3 separate regions of the Mus musculus genome follow, and all the other regions are linked to region 3. The links are chromatin contacts, called in public promoter capture Hi-C maps. All regions are on one chromosome and are shown on one strand. Each heading gives the region's core, a stretch centred on a gene start, on an enhancer-like site or on the middle of the called end of the contact. The rest is flanking DNA. Distances are from core to core; before and after follow the strand shown.

What was found. Promoter capture Hi-C pulls out the DNA fragments that hold promoters and counts their contacts.
Region 1: a contact with region 3 is called in a promoter capture Hi-C map of hippocampal neurons, with 2.6 times the contacts expected there. The contact joins the enhancer-like site here to the promoter of Dydc1 in region 3. A contact is called at or near these places in 3 of 39 promoter capture datasets (the 3T3-L1 cell line, the C10 cell line and hippocampal neurons).
Region 2: a contact with region 3 is called in a promoter capture Hi-C map of embryonic stem cells, with 2.8 times the contacts expected there. The contact joins the enhancer-like site here to the promoter of Dydc1 in region 3. A contact is called at or near these places in 3 of 39 promoter capture datasets (cranial neural crest, embryonic stem cells and liver) and 1 of 115 datasets of contacts at active chromatin or transcription factors (epiblast stem cells).

Annotation. Positions count from the first base shown.
Region 1 is chr14:40,298,433-40,301,562 of GRCm38.p6, forward strand. No RefSeq gene overlaps it. Among named protein-coding and RNA genes, the nearest start is that of Gm24388, 120 kb to the right of the region's middle. Within about 2 kb of position 1,374, at least 1 of the 459 cell types and tissues checked has an H3K27ac peak or open chromatin away from gene starts, as enhancers often do. A contact at or near this core is called in hippocampal neurons, where this site is marked.
Region 2 is chr14:40,454,478-40,457,480 of GRCm38.p6, forward strand. No RefSeq gene overlaps it. Among named protein-coding and RNA genes, the nearest start is that of Gm24388, 34 kb to the left of the region's middle. Within about 2 kb of position 1,419, at least 2 of the 459 cell types and tissues checked have an H3K27ac peak or open chromatin away from gene starts, as enhancers often do. A contact at or near this core is called in embryonic stem cells, where this site is marked.
Region 3 is chr14:41,070,919-41,074,299 of GRCm38.p6, forward strand. It overlaps Dydc1 (DPY30 domain containing 1), which reads left to right and starts at 1,993. Exons shown (of 8, transcript NM_027094.1): 1 at 1,993-2,120. It also overlaps a transcript of Dydc2 not described here.

The sequences.
Region 1 (3,130 bases), core at 124-2,623, 770 kb before region 3:
AAAATCAGGGACATGAACAGAGTTTGACCAGGGGTGTAGCAGGACTAATTGCAATAGTCAAATGATAGAAGCAGTTAAAATGCTTATGAATGATGAATATATAAATGCAATATACACAAGGTGGCATATTAATCAGCCTTCAGGAAAGTGGAAATTCTGGCAAGTTTCAGTATTATAAAACATGAAAACGTTATGCTAAGTGAAATAAAAGTCAGCAGTCATAATACAAAAACACTTATGAGTCTTTCCCTAGGATGCACCTAGACAAATCAAACTGATGGAAATAAAAGGTGGGGTGCTGGTTGTCAGAGACAGGCCAGAGCAGGTGGGAAGGAACTACTTCTTGGATATATAATTACAAGTTTCCTAGGGGGAAGAGTTCTAAAGATGGATGGTGGTGATAGTTACAGAACAATATTTAAATACTGAACTACACTGAGTGGAAACAAGTAAAAGGTGATAAAGGGTGCAACTCATGTTAGTTATTGTTACAGATTCTACAAAACATAAATAAATTGAATGTAGTAATTATTCATTCTGTAGCAGTTTTCATCCAAAAATTAAAATGAAATATAATTTTCAGTAGTACTAGAAATCACAAAGGCTCTAAAATCATTTTGTAAAGAATTTTAAAGACTCCTGTAAAGGAAAGTTTTAAATTCTATGAGAAGACAGAAATTAACATTTTGTTAAATCTAGCAGCTTAGATGGAAACCATAGTGCTATTTAGAAGAAAGGCTCTGGGTGGAACCTTGGCTAGACGTGTGGCTACTCTTCCTGGGGCAGCAATCTACCTTGAGTTCACTATGGCTCTCTTCATGAAGCTCTCAGCAGCATGAATACATTTTATATTTTGTAGATGGTTCATTCCAGTATTTAAAAATAATTATAGCCAGGGGTTAAATCAATTTCTGCAAAGAGATGTCATATATTGCTGACACATCATTCATAGCAGACATTGTCTATGGCTGAAGAAGACTGGGTACAACATCCTGGGAGCCATTATCTACAATAAACTTTTATAGACGCATTTTCAAGTGGCCCAAGGCCATGTTCCATACAGATTCTATACAAACTGAGAAAGCACATAAAGCATATTTGTTTATCATATAGGTTGATGGAGAAATGAGAATTTCCTCCTGGGGCAGACAGCCAAGCCACTTAAAATCAGGTTGCCATCTTACAAATTATGAGTGACTCTTCAGCCGAGACAAAACTCAGTTCATTCTAAGTCCCCAGTGGGTTTTATCTAATCTTTCAGGAGTCAGAACTATTGAAATAATAGTTATTTCTGTCTTTTCCCCTTTAAGAGAACTGATCACACAGCATTGTTTCTATTCCAGGTACAAGAACAGATGGTATAAACTCAGCTTGGTGCTATTCATGAACACTATCTTTAAAAGAACATATTCATTTTACGTGATTTTTTTCCCTCTAACCTGTTACCACACACAAGCAAAAATTTGAGATAAAATTGAATAGTCAGTAAATAAATTACTACTAAAGTTCTTTATTTCTCAGAATCTACCAATTTAAAATATAAAATGATAAGACTATGTGATTTATACCTTAATTTCCCCAGACTCTGTTCCAAGGAATTATAATACCCACATGTTCTAAAGAATCATAACACAGACTTACCTACAAGGATTTTGGAAATAATGCTATTTTGAGGATTTACTTTTATTAATGTGTGTATGAGGGAGAATATATTATGTGTGTGCACATGTCCAAAATGGCCAGAATAGTATGTCAAATCAGAAGCTGAAGTTACATGCAGTTGTGTGTTACCCATGTCTCTAACCTTCAAATGAAGGTTGGGCCCTATGCAAGATCAATAAATGTTTTAGACACCACCATCTCTCCAGCTTCCAGATATTGCAGTTTTTAAAAGCAATTTCTCTCATTTTAGTTCTTAGAGGACATTACACAATGTATTTTATTATACTCCTGCCCTCCCTGACTCCTCCAAGATCCATCCCAATGTTGTGTACTCCTATTTGTAATTTTAAATCATCAAGTGCAATTTTTGCTACTCTAGGTATTCTTGCTTGTGTGGAGGGAGGTCAACTTGCCAGGGGCCAAGCTATTAAAACTGATGCTCCTTCTCCAAGAAGCTATCAATTGTTAATAATACCTAGCTACAGAGAGGATTCTGTGCCTACCTCCCCTCTACATGCTGAGATTTTTATCTATCTTGTCTTCTGTGGGTCTCATATGTGTATGCTTGTTTTATATTTTTCTTTTTTGTTGTGTTACTGAATGAGTTGTAACGTAATATCTGTTACTACCCTCATAGAATTTATGCTCCAAACAAAACATTTTTGTGATTACCTCCTAGATATGATATTTCATCCAAAAAGTTATGTATATGATGCTTCAAATTCTTCCTAATGTGTTTACTTTTACTATCTTCAGGGGATGTTTATCTACTTATCACTAGACCTCCATTTATTTTCAATGGTCCCATAGCAAAAGTAAAACTTATGTAAGTAAATACAAGAATATTATACAAAACAAATGTTATAAAAATATGAATGCATACAAGTTTGGTTTACTTTCGAAAGTTGCGGAACAAGTAGATGAAATTACTGTCTACATGCTATTTATACCATTTCCCATCCACCTTCCCCAAGTTTATGTAATTTTCTATTTGTCAATAGAAGAGGGAAAGAATTTGCAGGAGTCTGAATTTAAGGGATATCGCTATGTTTCTACATATAGTGAAACTCCCAGTAGCCCCAACAGAAAGAAATGACTCTATGGCCAATGCTTCACCAGTATCTTCTCCAGAAGGACTTGTATGGTTTGTAGACAGCAAACACTCTCTGATTACCATCTAGAAACTAAATTGCTTCAAATGACTTACAAGTACAAAATGATAAATACATAGAAACATGTTATCGGCTAATGTTACTGATACATTCTGTGTATTTGTGGAACCTGACAAGATGGTATCACAGACATGTCACTTAGCTATTTTCAAGAATTTTCCATTGCATGCGTTTCCTCTACAAGTCCTCCAATTCTCTACCCAACCAGTAAGCTGTCACAGTTTGTCAAAACACACTAATACAATCTATACTGGACTCTACTCTGCTGAATCCAAAGGAAAGTTCATATTAAACAT
Region 2 (3,003 bases), core at 169-2,668, 620 kb before region 3:
TAAAATATATACATGTTTGTATTGACACTTGTTCAGGATTTCTTTTTGCTTCTTTGCATACTGGAGAAGCCTCCAAAAATGTAATTGATCATTGCCTACAAGCCTTTAATGCCATGGGATTGGCTAAACTTATTAAGACAGATAACAGCCCATCCTATTCTAGCAAAAAATTTACTTCATTTTGTAAAGAATTTGGCATTAAACATAAAACTGGAATTCCTTATAACCCCATTGGACAAAAAATGGTTGAACGTGCTCATCGCACTTTAAAAAATTGGCTTTTAAAAACAAAACAGGGATAGTTATATCCCCTAAGGTCACCAAAGGCACATCTTGCTTTTGCTTTATTTGTTCTAATTTTTTTGCAAACTGATGTTAAAGGTCAGTCTGCAGTGGATCGCCACTCGCATCCTGTTACTTCTAGTTCTTATGTCCTGGTAAAGTGGCGGGACCCATTAACTAACAAATGGAAGGGTCCAGACCTGGTCCTTATCTGGGGAAGGGGCTTGGTCTGTGTTTTTTTGCAAAAAGAAGAGGGAGCGGGATGGCTGCCTGAGAGATTAGTTTGTCAACTGGACACAGATCCTGAATCTCCCAGGAAGTATGACTCTGACCTTGATTATAGCTAAAAATCCTCTTTAGCCGAAAAGTTAATTTGGAGCACAGCCTCTGCTCCCAGAAAGTTACAGCCTTTCTGTGATTCTCAAAGTCACCTCCCCCACACCAGGTGCTCTGAGTCTAAGCCTGATCATTGCTAATTTGCAATTGAATGGAGTACCTGGACTTCCCCAAAGAAGCTTTTGTACTGTTGCTTTTCACTGTCTCGACTTTGTTTTTCAAGCAGGTTAGTCAACGCCCCTCAGCCTGACTGCAGCAGGTGTGCACCCTTGCCTCCAACAGCACTGGTGGCATTTATTAAATCTTCATGAAGAAGCATTCATAGTACATATTATGGCTTTGTTCTGAATTGGGAATAAGGTGTGCTAATGAGGGCCTGACAGTCAATGACCGGCACCCAGATCTCAGAACCATACCAATCTAAGACAGAGGTACATGCCAAAAGGCTGTTGATAACACACCACAGAGCCATGTTTTGTGTGAAATATAACACAAACTACCTGCACGTAGCCTCCAAGATGGAATTAGATGGTTCGGGAAGATCTAAGATTTCCTAAGACAGGCACAGCTGCCAGCCACCATAATTCCCAGGCAGGACTATAGAGCATAAATAAATATTATGCCTCAGTCCAACTTTTTTTTTAATATTAATAACAGGGAGGAAATTGTAACATCCCCCAGCCTGAAGTAGGCTGAGCCAGACCTTGACCTTGCTGCCACTAAGGAGATTACCTAGGGTGGAGCTTTCCTCCCTAGATCACTCTATTGTTCAGCCACTGTCTCTGTTCCCCTTCAAGATACTGCTACCCGCTGGGAGGCTGCTGAGCTATTCCAGAGACTACACCCTATCCTGCATGCCATCACCTGCAGCTGGTTCCAGGCTCCAAGGATGAATTGGCGGGAATGGGCCTTCCTCCTCCTTTATAAGCACATTTGCCATTAAACATTTAAGCTTTGATCAGGAATCTTGTCTTAGCTCCATTTTTCTCTCAACCGCCTAATTCCCCTCTCTTTCAGCCCCAGGCCTGCCACTCAGGTGTACCCTGTCCATGTGAGCAGCAAGCCTGCTCGCAACAGTGTCTGATGACATTGCCTTGGAAGTAGAACTTCAGATGGGACCTGATTTGTCATTTGTAATTACCCAATGTGTCGGCTTACCAAATAAGTCTACTGAAGCTTCACAGGAATATTGGAAACCAGTTTTACCAGGCCATAGGTTTGAGAGAATTGCAACCTCTATATTTGGGCTATGATCAACATGTTTGGACACTTAGCAAAAGATTTTTGCTTGTCAGCATTTAAAATGTGCTTATTTGTACCAATTGACCTTTCCTAAAATAAGGTATTGAGTTATGTCATTAAATGTACTCCTGTGCCAGAATATTATTAATCTATAATTTAGAAGGATTAGGTGCCCAAATACCCAGCACAATACGTGTATGTTTTTAGCATCATACAGAACCAAAATTGCAGGAACTAAAAACTCTCTAGACCATCCATGGTGTATTCCTCCAGTGATTTCAAACACTGCAGGGCTTCTCTTGTTATCAGCCTGCTCACTCTGTTTACATCTCCCACACTTAACACCAGAATACGTCAAGTTTGCTTAGCCATCCTTTATTTTTTTAATTTTTTAACTAAGTCTTGTGCTGATTATTTAATACGTCTGTCTCATTTTGTTCTGTTTTGGGAAAGCTCTGTTTGAAAATCAACTTTGTTACAGAAGCACATATCTTCAATAATGTCTCCAGACAAAAGCCTTATAGTTTAATGTTTGCACTCAGAAGTGCACCCTAACTAGGAGAGCCCGAAAAAGAAACGAGTGGAGGCTATGAAATATTTTTAGTAATATGTTGACTTTGTCTTGTGCAGAACATGTAGAATATGCTCTTTAATTTAGTAAATATTTTTAAGATGTACAGATACATTGTTGTAGCTAACCAATTCTTAATCAAAATTTCTGAATTTTTTGGTGTTTTCCGTACCTATCAGAAGTTTTCCAGCTTGTTTGAATTATGATTTTCCTTTTCTCTTCCCAATCTCTTGCAAAAAAGAAAAAGTAGGATCTGCTAGTGAACTGAGCAGAAATATTTTGTATGCCTTTTGAGTTATGTAACTTAATAATTGGATACGTGATCATTTGTTTTATTATGTAATCGATAAAATGGTGATGTGTATTAAAGTTAGTTCGACCATATATTTATTCTGTCTGGGAAGGTGTGGTTATAATTCTGTGGGAGAAATAGTTTGTCAGTGTTCACCAGCTTATAAAAACTTACTATGATAGCTTCAACATCTAAATAAATGATGAAACACATTCATCAATGAAGTCACTTTGCCTAAAATTAACTTAGTTTGTAGAAAATGATGAATTCAGTTACTATC
Region 3 (3,381 bases), core at 743-3,242:
GATTGGGGCAAGTCATCTTCAATTTGTGCCAGTGGGTGGATAAACAGTCTTCCACATCCTTGCTGCGCTATGCGATCTGATGATGAATTGTTGATGGGCTGGGTGAAGTGCAACTTCCAACATCTCAGATGCAATATATGTGTGACTTGACAAAAATCCCCAATGCAACTCCCAGCCACTCATCTGTTCTCATAGAATCCCAGCCCAGAATCATGAGCTGCCTTCCCAGAACATCTTTCCATGCCTGAGTTATTGAGTGGCTGCTACAGGGCTTAAATATGACAAGCCCTCTGAGATACTACCTCTGGCATTTGTCACTGTCTTAGTCACGGTTTCTATTCCTGCACATAACATCATGGCCAAGTTGGAGAAGAAAGGGTTTTTTCAGCTTATACTTTCCACATTGCTGTTCATCACCAAAAGAAGTCAGGACTGGAACTAAGCAGGTCAGGAAGCAGGAGCTGATGCAGAGGCCATGGAGGGATGCTCTTTACTGGTTTGCTTCCCCTGGCTTGCTCAGCCTGCTCTCTTATAGAACCCAAGACTACCAGCCCAGAGATGGTCCCACCCACAATGGGCCCTCCCCACTTGATCACTAATTGAGAAAATGCCTTACAGCTAGATCTCATGGAGGCATTTCCTCAACTGAAGCTTCTTTCTCTGTGATAACTCCAGCCTGTGTCAAGCTGACACACAAAACCAGCCAGTACAGTCACATACTAAGTCCTGAGTAAATATGTCTGAGTGCTCTGATGTTGGGGGTAGGTGGGTAGAGGGAGGGCTCATTCGTTGTTGATCCATTAGTGTCCCTTCTTGCATTTATGAAAGCCTCTACCACTAAGCAATGCCATGCCCATAGTTTGCTTTTTCTTGCTCTGATAAACACCATGACCAATAGCGAACTGGGGGACAAAAGGATTTATCTGGTTTACAGATTACAGTCAGTCGTCATCAAGGAAAGCCAAGCCAGGAACTCAGTGCAAGAGCATGAAACAGTAACTATGACAGAAATGCTGCTTACAGGCTCGCTTTCCCTGGCTGACTCTGCTACCTTTTCCTTCCTTTCCTTTTCCCCTTTTCCTTTTCTTTTTTTTCTTTTTTTCCTTTTCCTTCCTTCCTTCCTTGCTTGACAGGGTTTCTATGTGTGGCCCTGGTTGTCCTGGAACTCACTCTGTAGACCAGGCTGGCCTCGAACTCAGAAATCTGCCTGCCTCTGCCTCCTGAGTGCTGGGATTAAAGGTGTGCACCACCACTGCCCGGCTTCAGCTACCTTTCTTACACAGCACAAGTCCACCTTCTCAGGGATGGGCACTCGCAGCTCATAGTGGGCATATGCCCATAATTAGCAATCAAGAAAACGCTTCACAGACATACATGCCCACAAGTCAGTCTGATGGAGGCAGTTCTTCATTTGAGATTTCCTCCTTCAAGGTATATCTAGGTTTGTGTCACGTTGACAAAAACTAACCAAGCACATCAGGGGAAAGTGCATAGGAGGGCCTGGCAGAGGGTGCCTTTGGGTAACCTGAAGTTGCTTGCGTTTGAGTTTGCTCTGAAAGGTGTGGAGTCTTAAAATTGCCAAGCCGACAACAAGCTTGCAGCTTTAATCCCCAGGGATCAAAGGAGTCTCCCCTGACTTTCAAAGATCTGCTGGTCCACAGGGCTCCTATCTAAGGGTTCCTATGCCTGCTAGGTTCCAAGTCTCTGTCCCGCTGTTTCTCCACAGTGCTTCCTCTCCCATAAATCTGGTTCTCCCATCTGCGTGCGTGCCCCATCCCCTACAGTGCGCACTCCAAGCTCAGGCTAGAGAACGCCACCCCTCCCACGCCCACTCCCACCCCCACTCCCACTGCGCGAATTCCCCTTTCATTTCTCTTTGCCTCCACTGATTGGGTAGCAATGGAACCTTAGCGCTACACTTGAGCGTGCTCTCGTTGCCAGGCAACGGGACGCGACTCACTGGCAGGTGGCCAGAACGTGCATCAGCTGCGTGGACCAAGGAGGCTGGGCCGTTTTCCTTCGAACCGGTTCTCTAGTGTCTCTGCAGAAGCAGTTGTCAAATTTTCACCTTGCGAGTCATAACCCGGAGGCGGAGGTCTCAACCCGGAGTCCGAGAGAGGGTTAGTTCCCCTTCTCCTCCCTCCTCTCTTCCGGTTTCTCCTCTTTCTCTTCCTCCTCCCATCTCCGGCCCACTAGCCACCCAATAGGAAAACTAACCTAAGTGTCTAGGTTGGTGGCTGCCTGATTGAAATTTGTTTTTAGACAAACAGGTTACTTTCCAGCACAAATATACTAGAAGACAATTATTCATTGTTTCTCAGAAATTCAAGTTGAATTAGGTCTGCTGTAGTTTTGAGTGCCGAATCCAGCACCTCTTCCCAGGCCCTGGCAGAGGACATCCTTCAGTGGCTCAAAGCAGCTGCTCCAGTTCAGAGGCAGGTGTTTCTGTGGGGACGGACTTTCTTTCTGTGGAGTTGAGTGCACACTGGTGTTTGTTGGGAAATAACATTTCTTAGGACAGAAGAGATGGCTATGAGTTTCCTCACATGACCAGGACATGTATGTTACAGAAATGACGGAGGGACCTCATGAAAACCCCACTGAGAATGCTAAGCAGCTGCCAGAAACCCCAGAAAGACCCTGGCCAAAATTCTAGATCAGAGGTCCCTCCTTGACAACCATTGTTCCTTTCTCACGTTTTATGATTTTGGAGCAGCAGAAAGAGTATCTTCCATGTTTTATGTAACTGAACTTCAAATAACATTGATATGTCCACATGGTGATTTTATCTCTATAAATAAATTTTCATAATGTTTTTCTCTTTGTGGTTAGGACACCAGTGCCAACCTAGTTGGAAATCAGCTCATTTGTGCCAGCTCCAGTCAGTTCCTAGGGCTACACTTACACATACATGTGTATATTCCTTTGGTAGCAGAAGCAATTGCTATGTCACCCTTTCCTCCTGCATTGTGACTCACTAGGAATCCACTCCTTATTTTAGAGAGCATCTCCATTCCCTTATATTGTCTCTGGATTCCATGGTATTGTATGTAATTGAACCTCTACCTGGACATTCAAGTGGCGTTTCAGTCTGACTATGGTAATAATGTACAAATACCATGTTCTCATGTCATTTCAGTCTTGAGTCTGCACCTTTGAGACAGGAGTCAAGAACTGCAATGGTGAACATATTCTGATCTTTTAATATCATTGTGTCCCAATTCTGGGCTTGGGTGGAATCATTTGTTTGGTCTGTTATTGTCCATCTGCAAATCCTATATGAGGTAAATAGAAATAGTCAATCCCCCAAAACTCATGCATCTGCCTTCATATCTGAAAAGACAGGGAAACAGCTGGGAGTGGGCATATATTTGCTCATGT